2 separate regions of the Delphinus delphis genome follow, and region 2 is linked to region 1. The links are chromatin contacts, called in public Hi-C maps. All regions are on one chromosome and are shown on one strand. Each heading gives the region's core, a stretch centred on a gene start, on an enhancer-like site or on the middle of the called end of the contact. The rest is flanking DNA. Distances are from core to core; before and after follow the strand shown. Region 1 holds the start of DENR (density regulated re-initiation and release factor). Region 2 holds the start of RSRC2 (arginine and serine rich coiled-coil 2).

Evidence for each region. Hi-C and Micro-C count contacts between places; a contact is called where the count stands out from the background.
Region 2: a contact with region 1 is called in a Hi-C map of lung, with 5 times the contacts expected there. The contact joins the promoter of RSRC2 here to the promoter of DENR in region 1. A contact is called at or near these places in 2 of 3 Hi-C or Micro-C datasets (lung and muscle).

What each region holds. Positions count from the first base shown.
Region 1 is chr13:7,045,312-7,052,225 of mDelDel1.2, forward strand. It overlaps DENR (density regulated re-initiation and release factor), which reads right to left and starts at 3,358. Exons shown (of 8, transcript XM_060027958.2): 1 at 3,220-3,358; 2 at 2,310-2,423. The coding sequence starts at 2,415.
Region 2 is chr13:7,190,763-7,197,676 of mDelDel1.2, forward strand. It overlaps RSRC2 (arginine and serine rich coiled-coil 2), which reads left to right and starts at 3,524. Exons shown (of 10, transcript XM_060027961.1): 1 at 3,524-3,659. The coding sequence starts at 3,654. It overlaps KNTC1 (kinetochore associated 1), which reads right to left and starts at 3,310. Exons shown (of 64, transcript XM_060029349.1): 1 at 3,151-3,310; 2 at 885-1,055. The coding sequence starts at 1,013.

The DNA.
Region 1 (6,914 bases), core at 2,108-4,607:
CCACATCATCCATGAGACCTTCTGCTATGGTCTGAATGTTTGTGTCCCCTCAAAATTCACATGTTGAAATCCTAATACCCAATGTGATGATATTAGGAGATGGAGCCTTTGGGAGTAATATTTCATTTATTCTTCTCAACAGCCCTCTGAAGTAGGCTGTTATCCATTTTATGGATGAGGAAACTGACCAAGGTCACCAGTGAGTAAATGGCTAAACCAGGATTCAAACTCTGACTGAATTCATATTCTGAAGTCTCAATCCTGCAGACATATATCTCCCCGGAAATGACCCCATCCTACCTACCCTTGTTTCTCACTATACTTCAACCAGCATTCTGCTCCAATCAGCCCCTTCTTTTCCCTCTACCCCCTAACTTTTTCCTCGATCTTTAATATGAAGATACCATATTAAACCATGCCCCCATATTTTTCTTATAAATTCATCCACCTTTCCTTGCAAATTCTGCCCATTACCTAAGGCTTCTCACTTCCTCACTTTGCTTTCCCAGCTTCCCTCTGAACAAAGATCCCTCCCTTTCCTGAAACCCTAGTTCATAGCTATGGTCAGTACCACTGAATTTAGCATTTAATATTCCCTAAGTGCTTCTACAACTAGACCTTAAACTCTTTGAGGAAAAGGTAATCCTGTCTCCAACCTAGTGCCTGGAATATCAATACAAACTAGGGAGGGAAATAAAAATAAAGTTTTCTCGAAAAGGTTAGGTACCTCTGGTACCTCTGATCAACACAAAGTATCACTGGGGTGGACTGCATACTTAGTGCAGTTGTTCAAAGCCATCTTAGGAGCGACATAAGCACTTGAACAGGATGGCTTTCATATACTGTATTTCATTAATTTTTTTTCATTTTTATAGGGATGCATTCCATAATTATGGCATGTCAACCTAACAATTTTTTCTTTCTTAGTGGAACCTAAAATAATGGTGCATCTTATAACATACAGAGTCTTAGATTCGGTGAATTAGGGTACAAAGAACAATAGCTCCTAACTGTATCTGACAAACAAGGAGGAATAAACTAAACTAGTATACTTCCCTAATAATAGTAATAATAGCACTTATTGTATTATGTTCTTATGTTAGTTGCTGAACCAGCTTTATAGGAATCATCTGACTTCAGATGTAATCATCATTTTCTTTCAGACCTTAAGAAACAGACCTCTAACCCTTAGTGAAATCAGGTTAACTTGCCCACGGTCACACAGCTAAAATTAAGCAGGAGCAGCTGGTAATGCCCAAGGTAAGGATGCAAACCCTGGCCCATGACTCCAAAGGCAAACAATATAACCAAATAAGACGAATAATCATAACACATCTCAATCAACCCTACAGAAAGCTCCCCTGCCTACTCTCTGGGATATTTTACACTCATTTTATTTTATCATCAAAGGTAGTCAATAAATGATGAGTTGATACAATTTTTTAACTCAGTGACGTCACCTCTCCTGTAAGTACTGTAAGTACTTAAATTCCAGAAGAAATCCCTATCACACTCACAGAATGTAAGGTCCCTGAGCACAAAGACCTTTCCTGACTTATTCATTATTCAGTCCCCAGCATCTAAAACTCTGCTAGGCACATAGTAAGTGGCCAAAAATATTTACTAAAAAAAATAATATTTACTTGCCCTTTTACTTTACTGTCTTATGTCTTCAGATTTTTCTAAACCTTTCCAAGATGCTAGTAAAATTAGAATATTTCCAGTTCACAAATATTTCTGGATTGAAAATGAGGAAAAACACTCAAAGGGAAAAAAATCTTGATTCATATTTTATTAATCAAACCAAGAACACTTTCCCAAGACTGTCCTACTACCCATCACTCCAACCTCATAATCTTCCACTCGTTATTGACACCATTCCTATACTACACACTATACTAATAAAAAGGTGTTAATTTCTCCACAAAGCTTTTCCTTGCACAGCTGTTCACTTCATCCGGGATGCCTTTCCCCACTCCCTCAACCAATCCTTCTCATCCCTTAAGATTCAATATCTTCCAAGAAGCCCACCTTTAATAGCCAGACTAGCAAGTAACATTAGGCCGGAATAATCTATTTACACATCTCTATTCCAACTGGACTGTAAACTTCTCCAGGCCAAGTAACAAGACGCAAGTCACACAGGTTGGGAAAGGTCTGTTAATCCATGCCTCCTCTTCCCCAGCTCCCAATTAAAGATTCACCAAATGACAAAGATGAAAAATCTACTCGGACCAAATGTGAAACCATTTATCACAATGCATAAAAATACAGTGAGTAAAAGCCATTTTCTGCCTTCCAACACTTGCCTCCGCAGTAAAGGACTCGAAGTGGGTAATCTGCATCTAACTTGGTATTGCTCCTCGGGTCTCCTCTGCAATCATGTCCACCGGATTCAGAAATGTCAGCAGCCATCTCAAAACCTGTAAGCAAGGAAAATAACACATCTTCACTATTTTGGACCAAGACGCCCAGAGAAGCAGTGTTCAGGTGTAGTCCGGCCTCCTCCTACTAGAAATCCCGCCACCCCGAATCGGTTTCAATTCTTTGCTGAATGAGAGATACAAGCTGCATTAGGATTCATAAAATATGAGTAATTCTGGGCACACCATTTTCCAGGCCTACAGGGAAGCAAGTGACAACAGTGAGACTCACAGCAAATGGGCCACGACAACTAGGGAGAGGAGGGCACTAGTGGAAGAGGAAGCCATGGGGAAAAAGATGGGGAGGGTGATCTCGGTAGAGGACAGGGCAAAAGGTCTGGGGGATGATCTGTAAAGGATGCAACAAACTGCAGCAACAGGGAAAGGCCACAAAGCAGCTGAAGAGGCTGGAAACGCCTACGAAGAAGGGGTGGGTCGCCGGAGGTGCCCGGAGGGCAGGGTGTGGGGTGGGCTAGAGGCCAAGGGAGGGACGCGTTAGAGTCACGGAAGGGAAAGGGAGTGGGAGGGGGCGGGGAGACCAGAGTCTGAGGAGAGAAAATGCGGGCAAAAGAACCAGGAAGGGGCAGAATGTAAGAGCACTGAGGCGACGACTAGGGCGACCAGGTGTGAAGGCGCGACCTGAGGCGAAGGGGCAACCCCGGGGACACCAGAGCGGCCCATGTGGGCGGGGGTGTGGAGACGCCCGGCCCGGCCCCCTTCCGCCGGGGAGCACCTCAGCTTCCCCCACGCTCTATACGAGCTTCCTGGAAGCGTGAGAGGCACGAGGGGTCATTACCCAGGCGGTCGCACAGCCTCCGCCGCCTCCGCGCCCGCCACTACCGCCAGCTGAAACGACACATGCGACTCCTCTTTCCGGCCAGAGCCGCCCAAGAGCCCGTCTGCCAGCCGCGGTCCCGCGAGATAATAAACCTTTATCGCGAGATTCAGTCTCCGCGGAGCGGCTGTCGCGAGAAGCTCGAAGGCGGGGGCGGAGAAGAATTGGGGAGCATGCGCGTTCCGCTCAGGGGCGGAGCCAAGCAGCCTAGAGGCTGACAGCCAGTAGGCGGTGCTAGTTACTTATGGGAGAGAACGGGTGGTCCGTGGTCGGCGCACGGAAGGGGACGCTGTTTAGAGAGCGGAGACATGCATGTAAATCAGCGGTGACTCATTATTTTGACTCGGAGAACGTGGCCCCCGGGGTCTGGGGTGCATCCTGGAGACTTGTCTAACCTCCAGCTTGTTGGATAAGTCTTTCCTTCACGGGGAGATTGCAGCTGGAAAAGGCGTTTGGTTTCATTTCAACACAGTACCCTACATTGGCGGAATTCTTTTTAAAAAGACAATATCAACGCAATTTTCATTTTTCTCATCGCCCCACAGTCTCACCACCCTAACAACTGTTTTCACAGCTTCCTAGTGTTTATCGATCTTTACATGTGTTGTAAATTGGAATTAATCTCTCCCATGTGAGTGTTGACTAAAAAACTATGCACAACCTAAAAGTTGAGATTTATGTTTTATTCGGCAGGAATTTTTAGGACTTCAAGCCCGGGAGGCATCATCTCAAGTAACCCTGAGAGAACTACTGCAAGGAGGAAAGGGGGCAAGCCAGCATATATAGGAGTTTTACAACCAAGGGCAGGTAGTCTGAACATCAAAAGATTATTGTTAATTAAAGAAAACCAGATATGTCAAGTTTAGGAATTTAGCGCTTTTCTCTGTATGGGAAGATGCAAGAGTCTGGGCTCACTGAAATCATTCCTTTGATATGCACCTCAGCTATCTGGGGCCAGTATCCTGTGTTTTCACATCCTGAGTTTCCTCAGGGCTCACCTAGGGAGTGGCTGCAGTCTGATGGCCCCTAGACAGCAGGTAGGCAGGTGTTCTTTTGCTTCCTGAGTTCCCTCAGGGTTCACCAGCTCACCATCTGGTGGTGGCTGCAATCGCTGATGACTGTGACAGCCTTTGTTTAAATATTCCATTTATCAAAGACTAAAGAGAAGAGGCCACAGTCTCCGGTGCAGATTATGCCGGATGTCTTCGTGTGCAGTTTTGAGCAGAAAATTTAAGGGTGGTAGTGGTGGTGGCAGAGAAGTTTGCAAAGGAAGGAGGGGAATGAGGCAGATATGAGTGGAGGATAAAGCAAAATAGAAAAGAACAACCTCCACCATCTACAAAGCTCTTTTTGGTCACCGTTTCCCTAACTCTCATAGCTCTACAAGTGTTGTAGTGTTATTCCCATTTCACAAATGGGACTCAGGCTGAGGATGGATATGAAGGGTTTTTCCCAAAATGAAACAACTAAATGGAAGCAAAACTAAGACACACCATGTGTGAAAACCTGATGATAAATGGAATATTGCCTGTCACATCAGCAAAGAAAGGCTGTCACAGTCATCAGCGATTGCAGCCACCACCAGACGGTGAGCTGGTGAACCCTGAGGGAACTCAGGAAGCAAAAGAACACCTGCCTACCTGCTGTCTAGCGGCCATCAGTCTGCAGCCACTCCCTAGGTGAGCGCTGAGGAAACTCAGGATGTGAAAACACAGGATACTGGCCCCAGATAGCTGAGGTGCATATCAAAGGAGTGATTTCAGTGAGCCCAGACTCTTGCATCTTCCCATACAGAGAAAAGCGCTAAATTCCTAAACTTGACATATCTGGTTTTCTTTAATTAACAATAATCTTTTGATGTTCAGACTACCTGCCCTTTGTTACAAAACTTCTGTATAACCTGGCTCCCCCCCTTACCTTCTCGAGCAGTTTCTCAGAGCTATCTGAAACGCTGTCTCCCGGGCTAAAGTCCTCATTTTGCCCCAAATAAAACTTAACTCACAACTCTCACGTCGTGCATTTTTTTAAGTCAACATCTTTCTTAAGTAAAAGAGGGGGTTTCCCCCCTCTCACAAAAGAGAGTCAATTCTAAATGACATTCGTGAAAGAAGGTCTTCCAGAGCCTATCTGATTCCAGTAATAATATCTTCCATTTATGGATACTCACCTCCCACTATGTGTCAAGAACCTGCTCATTTGGGGATAGAGTCCAGGTGGATTCATTTCACAAAACTTTCCTGGGTTCTTACTATGTGCCACGCACTGTGCTAGGCACTGGGGAATACAGTGAACAAGAGACAAAACCCCCAATCTCACTGAACTTACCGGTCTTAGTTACAAAATCCCTACAAAGTAAGGATTGTCTGTAATTCCCAGGGGGATGGTAAAATGGAAGCTCAAAGGTGGGATGAATTAAGTTCACCTGTTCGTAAGATCACACAGCTAATAGCATGTTACTGATCTTAAGACACACATTTTTCACATTTTCACATCTCTCATACTGTCACTGAGTCCAAGCTCGCTCCGCTCGCCACACGACAGGCCAATAAATCGGAGGTGTTGAGGCAGGGAATACGACTTTGGCAGACCGAGAAGACAGCAGACTACTGTCTCAAAATAACTGTCTTATTGGGGTTTGGATGCCAGTTTATTTTATAGAACAGAGAGGGGGGAGGAGATGAGGAAGTAAAATGAAAAGGACATAAGATTTGCAAATGTCCCCCGGAATGGCCAGCCTGAGGAGGGAATGTGTTCATTTCTTCTTTCTTTGCAGCCATCCACAGGTGGACCGGGGCCGGATATTTCCCTGAACAAAGGCTCTTTGGTTTAACATTCATGCAAAGGGGCAGGGTTTCCTGAGGCAGCCCATTGTGTATAGACAGTATCCTTTTAGTGAACAAAAGCAGCGGAAAGCAAAGGTTAAAGTAAAAGAAACAGTTCCAACACGTAGTCAGATTTGGCTCTTCCCTGTTACAATATCAAGATGCTTTGCAATGGATGGAGTCTTAGCATCGGGCACAGTTTAATTTGGCAGCATTCTTCTCTCTCAGTGATGCATAAAATAATGCTGCATCTTACAACCAACGGCATCTTAGATGTGATGAAATATGGATGAGTGGCCAGTCCTGTGGAGTAGACCCAGTGTCCTCAGCTCTTTTCCTCACCCTTCTCCTGCCCTGCTTTGTACGGAAGCGGGTGGTGATCCCTATGAGTGAATGCCCAGGCTTTCCTGTTCCTGAGCTTCCATCTAGGTTAAGCCAATGGGAAACAGCAGTGAGACCACCCCCACCCCTTTGAGCAGCCTCTCTAGCAGTAGCTAGCGGGTTGTCCCCCTGCATTGTTTAGGGATCCCAGCCCCTGGGCTCCTGTAACATAGTGCCCTCCCTGGATCTAGTCTCTAGCCTACCAGTGGTGACTGATGGCTTCTTGCTACTGCTAATCTCCGAGTTGCCTCACCACCTCTGTTTAGCTTTTCAACAGTTCCATTCCCTGTGTTACCAATCCCCCGAATGAAATTCTCCTCTGCTTTAAATACTTAGATGGGGTTCTGTTTTCTCGGTGGATTCTGCCTGACATTGCTGGCATTCAAACCCAGAGCTACACTTCCAGGTCACGCTAGCGCACACGTCACAACCTGTCACCAATCAGGTACTAAA
Region 2 (6,914 bases), core at 2,274-4,773, 150 kb after region 1:
TAGAGAACTAAACATTACGTTAACTTACTATGGGAAGTAGAGGAATCCTGGGCTATAATACTGTGACAGAAGATCATTTGCACTTTCTCTAAAAGAAACTTTTGTTTATCACGACCATCAAAATTTTAACAAAAGCAAATTACTAAGAAAGCAAATCAAAGATAAAAAACTAAGAGCAGGGCTTCCCTGGTGGCGCAGTGGTTGAGAGTCTGCCTTCCGATGCAGGGGACACAGGTTCGTGCCCCGGTCCGGGAAGATCCCACAAGCCGCAGAGTGGCTGGGCGCGTGAGCCAAGGCTGCTGAGCCTGCACGTCCGGAGCCTGTGCTCCGCGACGGGAGAGGCCACAACAGTGAGAGGCCCGCGTACCAGCAAAAAAACAAAAACTAAGAGCAATATTTTCTGTAAAAGGCAGAGAATACGGTTTCAAGCCTGGTGTGAGAATGGTGGAATAGTTATTAAAAGAAGAAAGTTAAAATATAGAAAGAAATTCATGGAAAGGATAATCTCAACCTCAGTAGAGTGCTTAACTCAGGGGTGGAGTATGAGAAGAGCCCGGGATCAGGAACGGCCTCCAGGGCTTGCTTCGATTCTATTGGTAATGTTTTACTTCCTAAGCTGGTGGTGGATATTCTTTGTATCATTTTATATACATCTGTATGTCTAAAATGTCAAGAGGAGCTATGAAAAATTCAGGTTTGGAATACTGACCATAAGGTGATGCAGGGGGAATTCAGATGGAAATTTCCAGTGATCTGATACTGAACTTTGATTCCCTGAGAAAGGACTATACTCATTTATAAAACATTTACCACGTGGCTACTAGTCTTACTAAACACTCAGTAAAAATTTTGTGAATGAAAACAGTCCGCGTCATAACCATTACCTTTTCGGAGGAGATCTTCGCTAGTAAATCTACTTGATATAAAGCACTTCCATGTTCTTTTCTTGAACCAACACTTAGGTACCCACTTCCTGTATCATCATTTGTTAGCAGCTCAATATCATTCCACATATTTCTGAAATTGTTTTCCTGAGACAGGAACCACTGCCTTCCCTGTGACAACATGTAAAATTAGGCCAAATTTTATTGTTGCATAGACTCCAGTTCCTTGGGAAATGAAAATGCTTTATCCCCCCCTCAAATATACATATGCACACACACATCAATAAGTAAAGACTTCTCTGTCTTTGTGTTATTTCTGTGGTCACTAGACACTTTGGATCAATAAGATACATGGAACTAGTGCTATGGTTATCTCTAGAGAAGAACATATTTGTTTAGGGACACAAGGAAACAATTCCAATCTTACCAATCTGTCCTAGAGCTTCTAGTGTTTTGTGTGCCTAGCTGAAATTATAACAAGTTTTCATTTGGAAAAAACCTTTAACCAATATAGCAATAAATAGTGAAGGCTCTGAAGTCAGACTGTCTGGGATATCTTAGAATGGTAAGGTTCCAGATGAACTTAAAAAAAAAAATGACCATTCATGTTTCCAGTATTGTTATTCAATAAATGAAAATGTTAAGGAGAGGAAGAAAAAATTGCACTAGGCTTCTGACTGGACCAAAGAGTATATTTGTAACCTTTCGAGTCACTTAACTATCTCATCAGCAAGGACTTATATAACTCATTTCATTGGATATGGGTAGGCATAGAATACGAAAATGAAAAATAATCCTTGGATCAAGACTAGTGGGGAACAATAACCAAATAATTACAGTTGCTTTGGTAAGTGCTCGCAGAAATATGTTTTTAAATCTTTGGAAGGTACACTACAGGGAAGAAATGATTTTTGACTTGGTGTTCTTTCACATTTACTAAGCTGCTTGTACGTAGCTGGAAAGGTCACTATGAGTTTCAAACATTCACAAAACAATGCTTCATTCATGGCAAGCACTCAATTTAAGTGTTATCTAATTCACTACTGTTATTCGTGGAAGCAGGTAACATTTTGGTTAGAAACTTAAGGTCACAGGAGCTTTTTTTTTTAACTTTTTTTTTCCCCCCACAGGAGCTTTTTAAATATAGGAAAAGAGTTCTTACTAGGAGTGTAAGCAAGGGCACAAAAACAAAGTATGTTAGAATACACGATTTTAGTGGCTGTGTTTGGGTGGGAGTTGGGAGAAGATTAAGACAGGTTGGAGTGAATACTTTTATGGGGCTCAGAGTCCCATATCTGTAAAAATAGAGAAATATCATCAGCCTCCCAGGTCTGTCACACTCACTCATTTGACAAACGTTTATTGAATGCCTACTACGTGTCAGGCACTGTTCTAGGAGCTGGGAATACAGCTGTGAAGAAGACAGAAAAGGTCTTTGTCATTATGAAATTTATATTCTCGTACGAAGGATAGAGAAAAATAAAATAAAGACGGTATTGAGTAGGCAAGATAGTTTGAATGCATCACTCATTTAATCTGCACAACAACCCATTTTACAGCTGAGAAACATGAGTCAGGGACTAAGTAAACGGCCAAGGTCACCTCAAGCGAGTTAATGATGTAGCTAGACAAGACTCAAATTCAGGTCAGTTATTAACTGTTATACTGCCTCCCTACGAAAAACTAAGTAAACGCAGAATTACAAATAGTGCTCAAATGAATGAGGGGGAGGGGCGCATAAGAAAGACCTGTTTGGTAAGTGAAAGAGATGACATCTGAGCTGAGACCCGAATATCAAGAAGCCGACTATGTAAAGCTCGTGGGGACAAAGATGCAGGCCGAGTACCAAAGGCTCAGAGGGTAGAATGAGTTTAGGGCTGCTGCCCGGACACAGCAAGAATGGAAAAGTGCAGGCGTTAAACGAACAGGTGGAGCCAATGAATCCTTGATTACAAGACTGAGTTTCATCCGCAGTGCTAGGGAGGGAAAGATACTAAGCAGACCAGTGACATGATGTGATTAACGATTTGAGATTCCTCTGGGTGCCGGGTGAACAGATTAACGAATTAAACGAAATGAAACAGTTTCAGTTAGGCCTCCACGCGTAAATGCTCTCAGCTGGACACCGGGGCCAGCAAGAACCGACTCCAACCTCTCTCCCGCCAGCGTCTTGAGGGGAAAACACATCGAACTGAGCTGAGGCCTCTGCTCCTTCGACCTGAATCCACCCCCAGCTCCCTACAGCAGCGCGGCTCACCCTCCTCACCTGTAATTGAAGAAACTAAAGAGGAGCACTCAAGTGTATCGTCCCCCCCCACCTTCCGAGCTCCAACAGACGTTCCCAGTCTCTTTAGGGTCTACGCCACAAATTTAAATTGGCGGGAGAACACCAAGCCCAACCCCTTTTACGGCGGCCAGCGGAGGCCAAGTTTGCTTTAGAATCGAAATAGGAAGTCGCCCCACCCTAAATTCCACCCATTCCGATATCCAGGCGCATTCTAGGGTGTGTTCTAGGCCCCGCCCCCCTCCGCGACCTCACAACCCCCCTTCCAAAGAACAACCAATCACCGTCGAACCGCGTTGCTACAGAAACTCTTATCACCACCCCTTTTCCTCCCAGCAAGCTGTGCGACGCGCCGGGTCTTAGCCCTTTTGTGCCATCCGGGTCTCTCGCGGGAGCGATTTCAGTCTGTTGCGAAGCGTTTAGGCGGCCGGTACTGTGGAGAGCGGCAAGTGGAGGTGCCGCCGTAGCGGCCAGGACTCTGGACTATGGCGGTAGGTGCCGAATCTGAGTTTAAAGTCAGGCATATTTTTTTGCTGCTCTGCAAAGAAGGGATGAACGGCTCCCAGAGCTGTTGTCGGGGCTAGTGTGTGGACAAGATGGCGCCGCGGCCTTCTTCTGCGCCCGCCATCATGGCTGGCTGCCGTAGGGAGGGGGAAAGAAGGCGGTGTCGATGGGGGTGGGGAGCCGCAGGGAGTGTCTTTTTTCCAGAACTTTCCTCGTGTCTTTCCCAGTTTTATGTTCCTTTTGTCCCACAGAACTGACTCCAGTTTTGCTTACTCACTCTGGTTGGTGATTAATATTGAGTTTCGTTAGGGCTTGGGCATTTATGTTCGCGATGGGAAAGGGCTGGGGAAGAGAGAAAAGGGATCAGGGGTCGTCTCTGAAAAGTATGGGGTCAAAAAGGAGGTGCCTGTAAGAGGTAGAACGTGAGAAGAGAGCAAGCGGTCTTGTAGCGACTATTTTGCCTACGTTCAGTGAGATGATTCTAGCTGCATAATTTCGGTTAGGGTGAACGTCCGTGTAAACCTTAGTTTATTCCTTAGTAAGCATCTAGGGAACGTGTTTCTCGAAGGGAGTAAAAATTCGACTTAATGAAGAGAAGTCTTTGGAGCTACGAATTCTGACTGATGCTCCGTTTCCGAAGTGCCTCCTGATGTAATCATTTTGAAGGTTTCGAGAAACATAATCAAAGCCCTAACATTGGCATTATTACTTTAAATTTAAGAGTCCTTCATAGGCCCGTTTAATTTTAAGTGAAAGCTACAGTTCTTAAATTACGTTTTCTGAGAAATTAACCCTGCTTTGGTTATAAGATGCCCAATCCTGATGGATCGCATTATTGTGTGATTACTTCATTTTACTTATCCGGTTACAAGAAAAATGCAAACATTTTGCATTCTTTTCCATTGACTAAAAAGTTGTGTTTTCTCGTTTTCGAAGATAAATAGGACTAAAATAAATAGGATTGTTAATAACGAAAAACTCGTGCTCATCCGATCATTGGGGGTATCTGGAAGTAGAAATCGTCTGCCTCTCCCCCCCGCGCCCCCATACCTAATTGATTTGATTTAGAACCGGGTTTTTGATAACCGATTTAGAATCGTTGTTCAAACAGTTGGGCACATAATCGATTTAAATATTTTTTTGTTTAACTAGTGTTTTGGACCTCTTAATCTACTTGAAAGAACAGTATTATTTTACTTGGGCTCAAATATTCAAAAAAAAATTCAGACATTCGTTTCTGCAGCGCCTTGTTCAATAAAAAGACACGATCCCCTTGAGATGTGGCCTAGTATTAAGTCCAATGTGCCGTCTTTGCACTAGAAAAAATTCTTACACTATGTCTTGAGTGCCATTGGGGTTTTAAAGAAGATGTGAATTTTAAGAAACCGTGGTGTTTTTCTAACAGAGCAAATGGTAGAGTGAAGGGAATTTTTGCAGTTAGCATTTAAGATTTACACATAGGTCTGTACTAAATTGAAATCTTAGATATTTTCAGAGAAGTTTTAATACTCGATTTTATTTGGACATTTTTGTTATTCTACTATAATATATTCTCAAGGAAATAAAAGCTTCGGGTGAGCTAAGTGGCCCCCTATTATTCACATCTGTTTAGTGATACGATGGTTTTTGTTTTTGTCCTGTAGTGTGTTTTACAGATGAAAATGGCTGTTCGGTGTGAGTTATTAGCCCGTTTTACAGAGTGCCTTCCCTTAAGGGCATTTTACTAAGTGTAAGTTTACGAACACAGCACATCACAGACCTGTCAGAAATAATCCTTAAGAATAGTGATGAGGGGATTGACATACATACACTAAGATGTATAAAATGGATAACTAATAATCTGCTGTATAAAAAAATAAAATTAAAATTAAAAAAAAAAGAATAGTGATGAGGACTTCCCTGGTGGTCCAGTGGTTAAGACTCCACGCTTCCATTGCAGGGGGCACGGGCTACATCCATGGTCAGGGAACTAAGATCCACGTGCCGCACGGTGAGGCCCCAAAAGAAAAAAGAATAGTGATGAGAACAAGAGTAAAAGAAAATGACCAATGTTAGTTGTGAAAATCAGAATCATCTTTAGTTGTGTGATATAGTGTCATGTATTAATATTAGACAGCAAAGAGAGTACCATCTTAAGTGAGTCAGCTAATGTTGCTGGATCTCATCTGTGAAATGAGAAAGTTGAGCTTGATTCTAAGAGATGAGAGCCTTTCTGCACAAAAATTTTATGATTCCAGAAATCACCCATACATAGAGAAGCAAGTGTGCTGGAATGGGCCTCCCCAGTAATTAGGTGTTTCATCCTATTTGTTACTGGGTTTTTTGGTAACATTGTTAGAGGCGTAACACATAATATGTCTTTCATCCTAACTAACCTGTAAATCCTTCCCTTTTAATTTATTATTTATTCCTGAAGTCTAACATCGAGTTAGGTGCATTTTTGACCATCAGAAAATAGTTGTTAAAATAACGTGATATCTCACACTTCATTTGTTAAAGTACTCCCCATTTAGTTTACTTGGTGTTTGTTTTCTGGACTAATCTTCCTAAAGGAAGAAGTTCATTATCATGTGATTATTTCTCCTGCTGAAAATGTATAGTATATTCACTATTTACCCAATCCAGATCTTTTTTCTGTAAAGAGCAAGTTAGTAGATATTTTAGGCATTGTGGACCACGTGCAACATACAGTCTCTGTCACATTCCTTGCTTGCTTGTTTTAACAACCCTTTTAAAAATGTAAAAGTCATTCTTAACTCAAGGGCGATACTTTGCTAACTCATGTGGTAAGTAATCAACTCCCTGGGCTTATTGACTATTTTCGTATTTCCTCTCTGGTTAGATGGGTCACCAACGTCCACCTTCCACATATTACGGAAACTGTTTTCCCTGCCTTTTATCAGAATCTCACTCAGGAGAACATTTAGGTTCTAGTTTCTCCTTGAAGCTTTTTTTCTATGACTCTTTTTTTTTTTAATAAACTTATTATTGATTGATTGATGCTTCGGGTCTTTGGTGCTGCGCAAGGGCTTTCTCTAGTTGCGGAGAGTGGGGGCTACTCTTCGTTGCAGTGCGCAGGCTTCTCATTGCGGTGGGTTCTCTTGTTCCGGAGCACCGGATTTAGGCCCGCGGGCTCAGTAGTTGTGACTCACGGGCTGTAGAGCACAGGCTTAGTAGTTGTGGTGCCTGGGCTTAGTTGTTCGTTGCATGTTTGATCTTCCTGAACCAGGGCTCGAACCCAT